3 separate regions of the Mus musculus genome follow, and regions 1 and 2 are each linked to region 3. Evidence: chromatin contacts called from public HiChIP or PLAC-seq data. All regions are on one chromosome and are shown on one strand. Each heading gives the region's core, a stretch centred on a gene start, on an enhancer-like site or on the middle of the called end of the contact. The rest is flanking DNA. Distances are from core to core; before and after follow the strand shown.

Region 1 (2,700 bases), core at 143-2,642, 350 kb before region 3:
CTGGAAAGACTTTTCTGCAAAAAGCTGTGGAACTTCACACAGGCTATCACATTAGAAGTTTGCTCTGTTTTGCCTTGGGAAAAGGACAATTCCTCTTTTGCTCCCTTTTCTATAAAAATAATTGTGTTTGTCTGATCTATCGCACATTTAGTTTTTAAGGGGGGATCATTAAAGGTGTAGAAACATAAATGAGATAAAATCTTCATGGAATTAGAGTTAGTATTGGGGGCCCCTGCCACTTGCAGGTGTTGGCTAGGGTGACTCATGCCTGCTCTGCTGTTCTGACTCTAGGAAGGTGAGAACTTAGTAGAAATTGGAATGAGTGGGCTGCTGATAGGATCTACTGCTTTTGTTCTAGAAAGAAAAACAAATCACTTTAAAGGCTGTTGTTGATGTCCAAAATTTTCTATGACTGGTAGTAAAGTTGTTGGCAAATTGCACTGTAACTTGAAACAAGTTAGAAGCACATACTTTGATCTGGAGATAGGTAAAAGAAATAGCCACCTGTAGGCCAGTCAGGGCTACATAGTATCAAAACAACTGCTACAACAACAGCAAGAAATTGTTACCACCTGAGCCTGACAGCAGGAACTTTGTCCAGAGCTGGTGCACATCTTTAACCCAGAGGTGACTCGAGGCAGAGGCAGAGGCAGAGAGGCAGAGAGGCAGAGAGGCAGAGAGGCAGAGAGGCAGAGAGGCAGAGGCAGAGGCAGAGGCAGAGGCAGAGGCAGAGGCAGAGAGGCAGAGGCAGAGAGGCAGAGAGGCAGAGGCAGAGGCAGAGAGGCAGAGGCAGAGAGGCAGAGGCAGAGGCAGGTGAATCTCAGTGAGTTCGAGGTCAAAGTGAGTTCCAAGCAGTCAGAGCTACTTAAAGTGAGCCTGTTTCAAAAACAACAACAACAACAACAACAACAACAACAAAACCAAACAAACAAACAAAAGAGAAGTGTGAAAAACCGAGGAAGCAAAATTTAAATATATATTTGAAACAAGGTCATAACAGCCCAAGCTGGTGTGAACTTTCATTTCTGATGCTCCTGTCTTCTCTGGAGTGCATCTTTCTGGGAAGCCAAGGCAGGAATATGAAGGCAGGGAGTGAAACAAAGACTTTGGCAGAAGGTTGCTTACTGGCTCTGTCCGTTTGGTTCATACACAGGTTTTTCTTCCCGTGAAGAGACAAGAGGACTACTGAAGCTCTTATAAAGAAAAGCATTTAATTTGGGCTGGCTTACAATTCAGAGCTTTAATCCATTATTGTCATGGTAGGAAACATGGCAGCACACAAGCAGACATGGTGCTGGAGATAAATAGCCAAAAGTTCTTTCTACATCTTCGTCTGCAGGCAGCAGGAAGTTTGAGAGACAGTGGGTCTGGCTTGAGCATTTGCAACCTCAAAGACCCCACCCCACCCCTGTGACACACTTCCTTCAACAAGCCACACCTAATAGCCATTCCCAGGTGACTAAGCATTTAAATCTCTGAGCCACAGTATAACTTCAATAAATTCCTTGAAATTTGACTTAAATTGATATAGCTAATCTGTGTTAAGTACCACTTAAGAACGATACTTTGGTAAACTTCGAACCTTCTATTTATTTATTTTTTTATTATTATTCAGATTTGAGGAACTTTCAAATTTTTACATATGCAAGCTGTTTAAAAAGTAGGTAAATCCTCTCTTTAATCCTATACCTCTGAAAGCCTTGAAGGGTTTTACTGCTTTAAGGTGGAAAAATAAAGGTTTCTAGACAGCAAGCAAATGAAGATCTTGGATTAAATACACTATTTTTGTTATAGGTTGATTTAGAGTCTTGGAATTTTTCCTCCATTTTAATTCTCAATGACCTGTTGAACCTGCAGGAAGGCATTTTTTTTTTTTGAGCCTTTTCTTCTCAAACAAAAATGGATTTAAAGCTATCACTCTCTGTGGTGTGTGTGAGGGATGGTTGCGCGTCATTATTTTTGTTGTTGTTATTGTTATTTTTATTGCTTGGGATCAAACGTAAAGCCTCAATATGCTAGGTAACTGTCCATTCACAGAGCCAAGCCTTCACCTTCAGCTGTACTTCCACACTGTTTTTTGTTAATTGTTTTTAACATTTTTTTTTCTGATTGCTATTTTTTGTTTGTTCACTTTGTTCAATTTTTGAGACAGGGTCTCTGTTGTAGCACAAGCTGGCTATGAGCTAAGACTCCTAATACAGCCTCCTGGGTGTGAAGACGAAGTTCATGAACACTTTCACAACCTCAGAGTGTGTCACCTCCACCTCTTACAAGGGTATTTCTTGATTTTAATAGTCACTTTCTCTTTGCTTGGGATTGAATTTGACTAGCGAGCTCTCTTGTCACTGACCTGTAGTGAGCTCTTTAGACACAACCAGTCTCCTTTGTTGTCTTGAAGTGATTTTCTTCTTTCTTTTTTTTTTTTAGAGACAGGGTTTCTCTGTATAGCCCTGGCTGTCCTGGACCTCACTTTGTAGACCAGGCTGGCCTTGAACGCAGAAATCCGCCTGGCTTGAAGTGATTTTCTAAAAAATATTTTGCTGCCGCCAGGCGTGGTGGCACATGCCTTTAATCCCAGCACTTGGGAGGCAGAGGCAGGCGGATTTCTGAGTTCGAGGCCAGCCTGGTCTCCAGAGTGAGTTCCAGGACAGCCAGGGCTATACAGAGAAACCCTGTCTCGAAAAAAACTTAAAAAAAAAA
Region 2 (2,700 bases), core at 64-2,563, 370 kb before region 3:
CAATAAGTAAGGACCAGAACCAACTGCCACAACTGCCCAGTAGCACTTCCTGCGCCTGGGTATGAGCTTTTATGGTTGCTATGAGCTTTTGTGGCTTTTGTCTTAATAACCTGTCCCTGGGAGACTGTCAGGATCACAGTCTCAGCTGGAGATGCCCGTACCTTGCTTTCAAGAGCATCCGGTGCAGTCGGGGCAACCCAGCCTGGTTTATGGAAGTGAAATTCCGGACTTGATATCCCAACCCCCAGCACTCCAGGCAGTTATCTGTCCTTCGGTTTGACCCTTACAGCTAGGTGGGGACAGGGAAATAGCTCTCTGAGTCTTGGTCTACAGAGTGAGTTTCAGGACAACCAGGGCTACACAGAGAAAACAAACAAACCACTAAGTTGACTTTTTAATCTTTTTACTTATTAATTTTTTTGTATGGCATTGTAGAATCCAGAGTCCTAGACACATTAGACAAGCCTTTGCCACAGAAATGTGTAGCCTTGGATAGCCCTTTGGTGTGAGCGTGAAGACCAAAGAACTTCATCACAATACCAACAGCGACTGCCTTGTTTGTGAAGTATGTCTCTTAACTCTCTAGTTTCCATTCCTTGATTTCTATGAAGGCCAATTTCAGGCCGGAAAGTGGGAGGGATTTTTAGGTTTGGAGGTGCTGGAGCTGAGTGTACCTCAGGGGCTCCCTGGGGTTTAAGTTAAATCTAACATCTTAGCATCTAACTACAGGAGCTTCAAAGATCATTTCAGATTCTGGTTCCTTACAAGTTCCTGAACTCGTGTACCAAGAGAAGGAATAGAAGAGACCAAGGTAAAAGAGAGACTGCTTGGGAAGAATGGGACCCCCCCCCCCAGTCCTGTATGCAGTTTAAATGTGCTTTGCCTAGATAAAGCAAAAAATTCCACAAGAATAATCTTGGCTTGAAAATATACCTGGTAAGTCAGTCTTCTAAATGCTGAAGATAAGGAAAAAATATTCGCAATACTATTTTGATGTTAAATTAATGCCCATGTAATTAATTCTGGGCACGACTGACAAGTTTTTTCCTCCTTTTTTTTTTTTTTTTTTTTTTTTTGGCAGGAGGTTTTCATCTTTTCTTCCTTTTTTACTAATCCTGTCTTAACTTAATTTCAGAAGATTCCTTTAGTTGGAAGGGTGAAGAAAATGTTCTTTGTCTCCTTTATGTGAGGTTGAATCCCCACTTGAAATGCCTAAGGAAAAACTAGGTGAAGAGGAGGTAGGGAGAGAGGCAGGAAAGAGGCTAAAAGGACTTGGTTTTAACAGGCAGACACGTGAGAGCCTTCAAAGTCTAAGAGCTTCTGGAGGGTGGGGTGGGGTCATTCCGGGATTAAGGAGGAAGCGCTCCTGTCACCTTTGAATGTGAATAGCTTTACCTGGGCCTCTGAAACAAAGAGGTTATTGTGTTTCCAAACCAGAGTTCCGAACAAGGACCTGGAAAGCAGGCAAAGGGGGCCAGGCAAGCTTGCCTACCTTACAGTCTGTAGCCTTTTCAAAGTGATCATTTCCTTACATGCCCAAACACAGCTGTCAGGAGTTTCCAGGGCACCACAATTAACAGCGATTTATTTTAAAGCCCAATAGATAGTTCTTTGTTCTTTCGTTCCCTAAATAGATATCAGAGAGACGGAGCCTAGGCCTGAGGTGCCAAGGGTCAAGATTCTATGCAATCAAAGCAACTGTAGCAAGGGACATTTGGGATCTAGAATCAGGAATCTATGGCTAAAGGCATCCAGAGAGAAGGTGAATTTAGTAGTAGTTAGAGAGAACTTGTCCCTCAGGCTACCCACAACAAATAAAGGAAGCGGACATCATATCTGGTTCTTGAAGGAGAAAGGAGTGGTGCCCTTAAGTGTTAGCTACAAAAATTGTATGTGCCTTGGGAAATCAGAGATTTTCCCCCAGGAAATCACAGGTCAATGGGCAGTGTGTCCCTGAAATAATTTAAGCTTGCTTTCTTTCTTTCTTTCTTTCTTTCTTTCTTTCTTTCTTTCTTTCTTTCTTTCTTTCTTTCTTTCTTTCTTTAATTTTTTGAGATAGTGTCTTACTTTGAAGCCCTAGCTGGCCTAGAATTTGCTATGTAGACCACCCACCTGCCTCTGCCTCCTGCGTGTTGTGATTAAAGGTGTGTACCACCATTACTGGTTCGGGTGTGTTACCTTCTACCTTGTGGCTTCTTCATTTGTGATAAATGCTGGAATAAAAGGGAGACAAGCAGTTTCCCTACATAGAATACAGAGGAGCAGAGGAAACAGGTGGCTCACAGTCTTTGAGGTCCACTTTCCATAAGCATCCACCACTTTGTGGCCACACTTCGTACAATAGATGATAAGAAATAAATAAAAATAAATTCTAGGGTTGGGAATGTAGATATGTTCGGTTTGTAGAGTGCTTGCCCTGCTTGCTCAAAGCCCTGGGTTAGGTCTCTGGCACTTCATAAACCAGGCAAGGGGCTGAATGAAGCACTTTCATCTTTTTAATCTTCTCTAATCCAGTCCTCAGGGTGCGGAGGCATCTATCTCTGTGAGTTCAAGGCGACCCTATTCTTCATAAAACATTACAGGGCTGGTAAGACACTGTCTCAATGACGATGATGATGATGGTGGTAGTAATGGTGGTGGTGGCGGCGGCAGTGGCAATGACGATAAATTATTATTGAAAAATAAAAATAAATCACAGGA
Region 3 (2,700 bases), core at 7-2,506:
TTTTCCTATAAGTGCTCTGACATGGCTAAAGCCTTCCGCCAGTGTTCCAACAGTCCAAGGGCATCCTTGACCAAGATCAAGGGTTTAGAATTCAGCAAGATTGTAAAAGCTAAGTCACTCCCTTACACAGGAATTTACCATCGCTTAGGAAGAAGGAAGTTTCAGACCAAAGGAGAAACCAGAATAGATACTATAGCAGAGTTACACCCATACACATATTTACAATGGCCTAAGGGGAAGGTGGACTATACAAGAGACTAAAATAGGAACTATGGCAAGGACGCGAAGCCCTTGACCCTGGCTTCTAAGATTAGTGAATTTTAGGTGGAGCCCTTGTTGATCCCAGCTGTTATCAATGTATTCTATCCTGGGTGGTTCCCGTTAGACCTTTTGTGTTTGCATTCCTCTGTTTTATGTAAGATTCCAGTTACCTCAATTGTACCTTGCGAATATGTCACCCAACTTCCTTATTGTCCTCTGCATAAAAAGTCTGATGCTCGAGTTGTAAAATTACATTCAGATTCCACACAAACTCTCCTGCGTGTGTGTCTGTCATCATCCACGCTTTGCCCACCCGCGTCGAGAGACCCCGTTCCACGCAGACATAGGGACCCAGAAGGTCTGCGGCAATCCACCTTTCAAATGTTGCTCACTTGGAGTGTTGTCATAAGAGGGAGGTGAACTGATGTATTGAAACTATGAAAATGATTGTGGAGAGTAGTAGACTGTCACCATTTGTACCTTCAGAATTCCCAAATATGTACAAGGCCTTCCCAAGGAAAGGGCCCTGTGGTTAGCAACCGTGGTACCCTTTTGGGGACTTATTCTGTGCCAGCTTAGTAAGTGTCCAAGACCTGCAGTGAAGAAAGCCTTATGGTTCTGGGTAGCTCAACCCTCCCCAGGTTTCTTTAATGCATCCTTTCTTATTTTAGCTACCCATCTAAGTCAACACTGTTTTGAGCTCCAGTTTAAGGAGCCCAAGAAGCATACACGTGTGGCAATTGCTGGCAGGGATAAGCCTCATTCAAATACACAATTATGTGATTAAGGATTCTTGCTGGACCCACCCACTATTGCCATTTAAATGATACTGCTAAGAAGCTAGTTTAGAGATTCAGTTGTGTAACATTAATACTGTAGAGATGCCGGAGAGATGACTGGGTGAGCAAAGTGCTCAATGTGCAAGCACGAGGCTTGATTTTGATTCTCAGAATCTAAGGAGGAAAGTCATGCATGCTGGTGGGAGTTATGATCCCAGAGCTGGGGACGGGGAGACAGGTGGCTGTCTGGGTCTCTCTGGTCAGCCAGTCTAACCACCTTTGCAACTTCCAAGCCACCACGTGAGAGACCTTGTCTCAAAGAAACAATTTAGATGTTGTCATGGAAAGGTTGGCTTTTGCTTCCATGCTCATGTGCAAACATGTGTATGAACACAAACACCACCTGAAACAAAGACACACACACACACACACACACACACACACACACACACCAAGGTAAGATTAATAATTTCTAGAGACCTGCTGTACATTTGCCTATAGCTAACAATACCATATTGTACACTGGAGTTCCTGCTAGTAGCATAATGCTAATTTAATGGTTCATTGCATCATAATAGAAACAACACAGTGCCCTTCAGGAATTTGCTTATCAAAAGGCACTAAATAGTCAGAGCATCTTTAGATACCCCAGAGGAGAACTTTAGTTAGCTTTGAAGAAAGAATTCTGCTTTAATTTGTGTTTATAATGAAATATAAAAGAATGTTACAGCAATGTTTGCTCAATGAGAATACAGTTGCCCTTAGTGTGTGTGGAGAATAGTCCTAGGATCCCCCAGTGGATTTCAAAGCTGGAGGAAACTCAGGGCGCTTACGTAAGATGACATGTTGACTACCTAGAACACTCTTTCCCCAGATACACACCATCTGTGGTGTTCTGAGTGAAAATGTCCCCCAGTAGGCTCATGTGATTGAACATTTGACTCCCTATTTGGAGAATCCCTTGGGAAGATTTAAGAGGTGTGGCCTTACTGGAGAAAGTACATCACTGGAGATGAGCTTTTTTTTTTTTTTTTTTTTTTTCCATTTTTTATTAGGTATTTCGCTCATTTACATTTGCAATGCTATACCAAAAGTCCCCCATAGCCACCCACCCCCTCTCCCCTACCCACCCTCTCCCCTTTTATGGCCCTGGCGTTCCCCTGTACTGGGGCATATAAAGTTTGCGTGTCCAATGGGCCTCTCTTTCGAGATGAGCTTTTTAGAGCTTAAAGGCTCATTCCATTCTTCAGTTCTCTTTCTGCTTTGTCCTTGCAATTAAAGCTGGGAGCTCTCCTGCTGTAATGCCTGCTACTTGCTGCCTGCCTCCCTGCTCTGATGGACTCTGATCCCTCTGCAACCAAGAGTCACATAATCCCTCTCATGGTGTTTTATCTCAGCAACAGCAAATTGCTCATATATCACCCCTTATATCCTTTGATTTCCAGTTATATAAAAATCACAGGACCATCTAAATAGTCGTTATGTTGTCCTGTTTAGGGCACAGTGACAAGAAAAAAAAATGAAGTCTCATGAGTTCAGTGCAGACACATCTCTCCTTTTCAGGAAATCTGTGATCTTTAATGACTCCGTGAGCATATGGATACAGAAGACCAAGGACCCCAGCGCTAGCCACGCCCCTCTATCATCACACTGGTCAGTG

What was found. HiChIP or PLAC-seq counts read pairs in DNA pulled down with a chosen protein or histone mark.
Region 1: a contact with region 3 is called in an H3K27ac HiChIP or PLAC-seq map of embryonic stem cells, with 7 read pairs. The contact joins two enhancer-like sites. A contact is called at or near these places in 2 of 115 datasets of contacts at active chromatin or transcription factors (both in embryonic stem cells) and 1 of 9 other capture datasets (embryonic stem cells).
Region 2: a contact with region 3 is called in an H3K27ac HiChIP or PLAC-seq map of embryonic stem cells, with 18 read pairs. The contact joins two enhancer-like sites. A contact is called at or near these places in 1 of 39 promoter capture datasets (cranial neural crest), 3 of 484 Hi-C or Micro-C datasets (all in embryonic stem cells), 4 of 115 datasets of contacts at active chromatin or transcription factors (all in embryonic stem cells) and 1 of 9 other capture datasets (embryonic stem cells).

What each region holds. Positions count from the first base shown.
Region 1 is chr6:65,001,078-65,003,777 of GRCm38.p6, reverse strand. No RefSeq gene overlaps it. Among named protein-coding and RNA genes, the nearest start is that of Smarcad1, 40 kb to the left of the region's middle. Within about 2 kb of position 1,392, at least 11 of the 459 cell types and tissues checked have an H3K27ac peak or open chromatin away from gene starts, as enhancers often do. A contact at or near this core is called in embryonic stem cells, where this site is marked.
Region 2 is chr6:65,020,749-65,023,448 of GRCm38.p6, reverse strand. No RefSeq gene overlaps it. Among named protein-coding and RNA genes, the nearest start is that of Smarcad1, 20 kb to the left of the region's middle. Within about 2 kb of position 1,313, at least 28 of the 459 cell types and tissues checked have an H3K27ac peak or open chromatin away from gene starts, as enhancers often do. A contact at or near this core is called in embryonic stem cells, where this site is marked.
Region 3 is chr6:64,651,312-64,654,011 of GRCm38.p6, reverse strand. The region is part of intron 14 of Grid2 (glutamate receptor, ionotropic, delta 2); the gene reads right to left. Among named protein-coding and RNA genes, the nearest start is that of Gm35851, 76 kb to the left of the region's middle. Within about 2 kb of position 1,256, at least 9 of the 459 cell types and tissues checked have an H3K27ac peak or open chromatin away from gene starts, as enhancers often do. A contact at or near this core is called in embryonic stem cells, where this site is marked.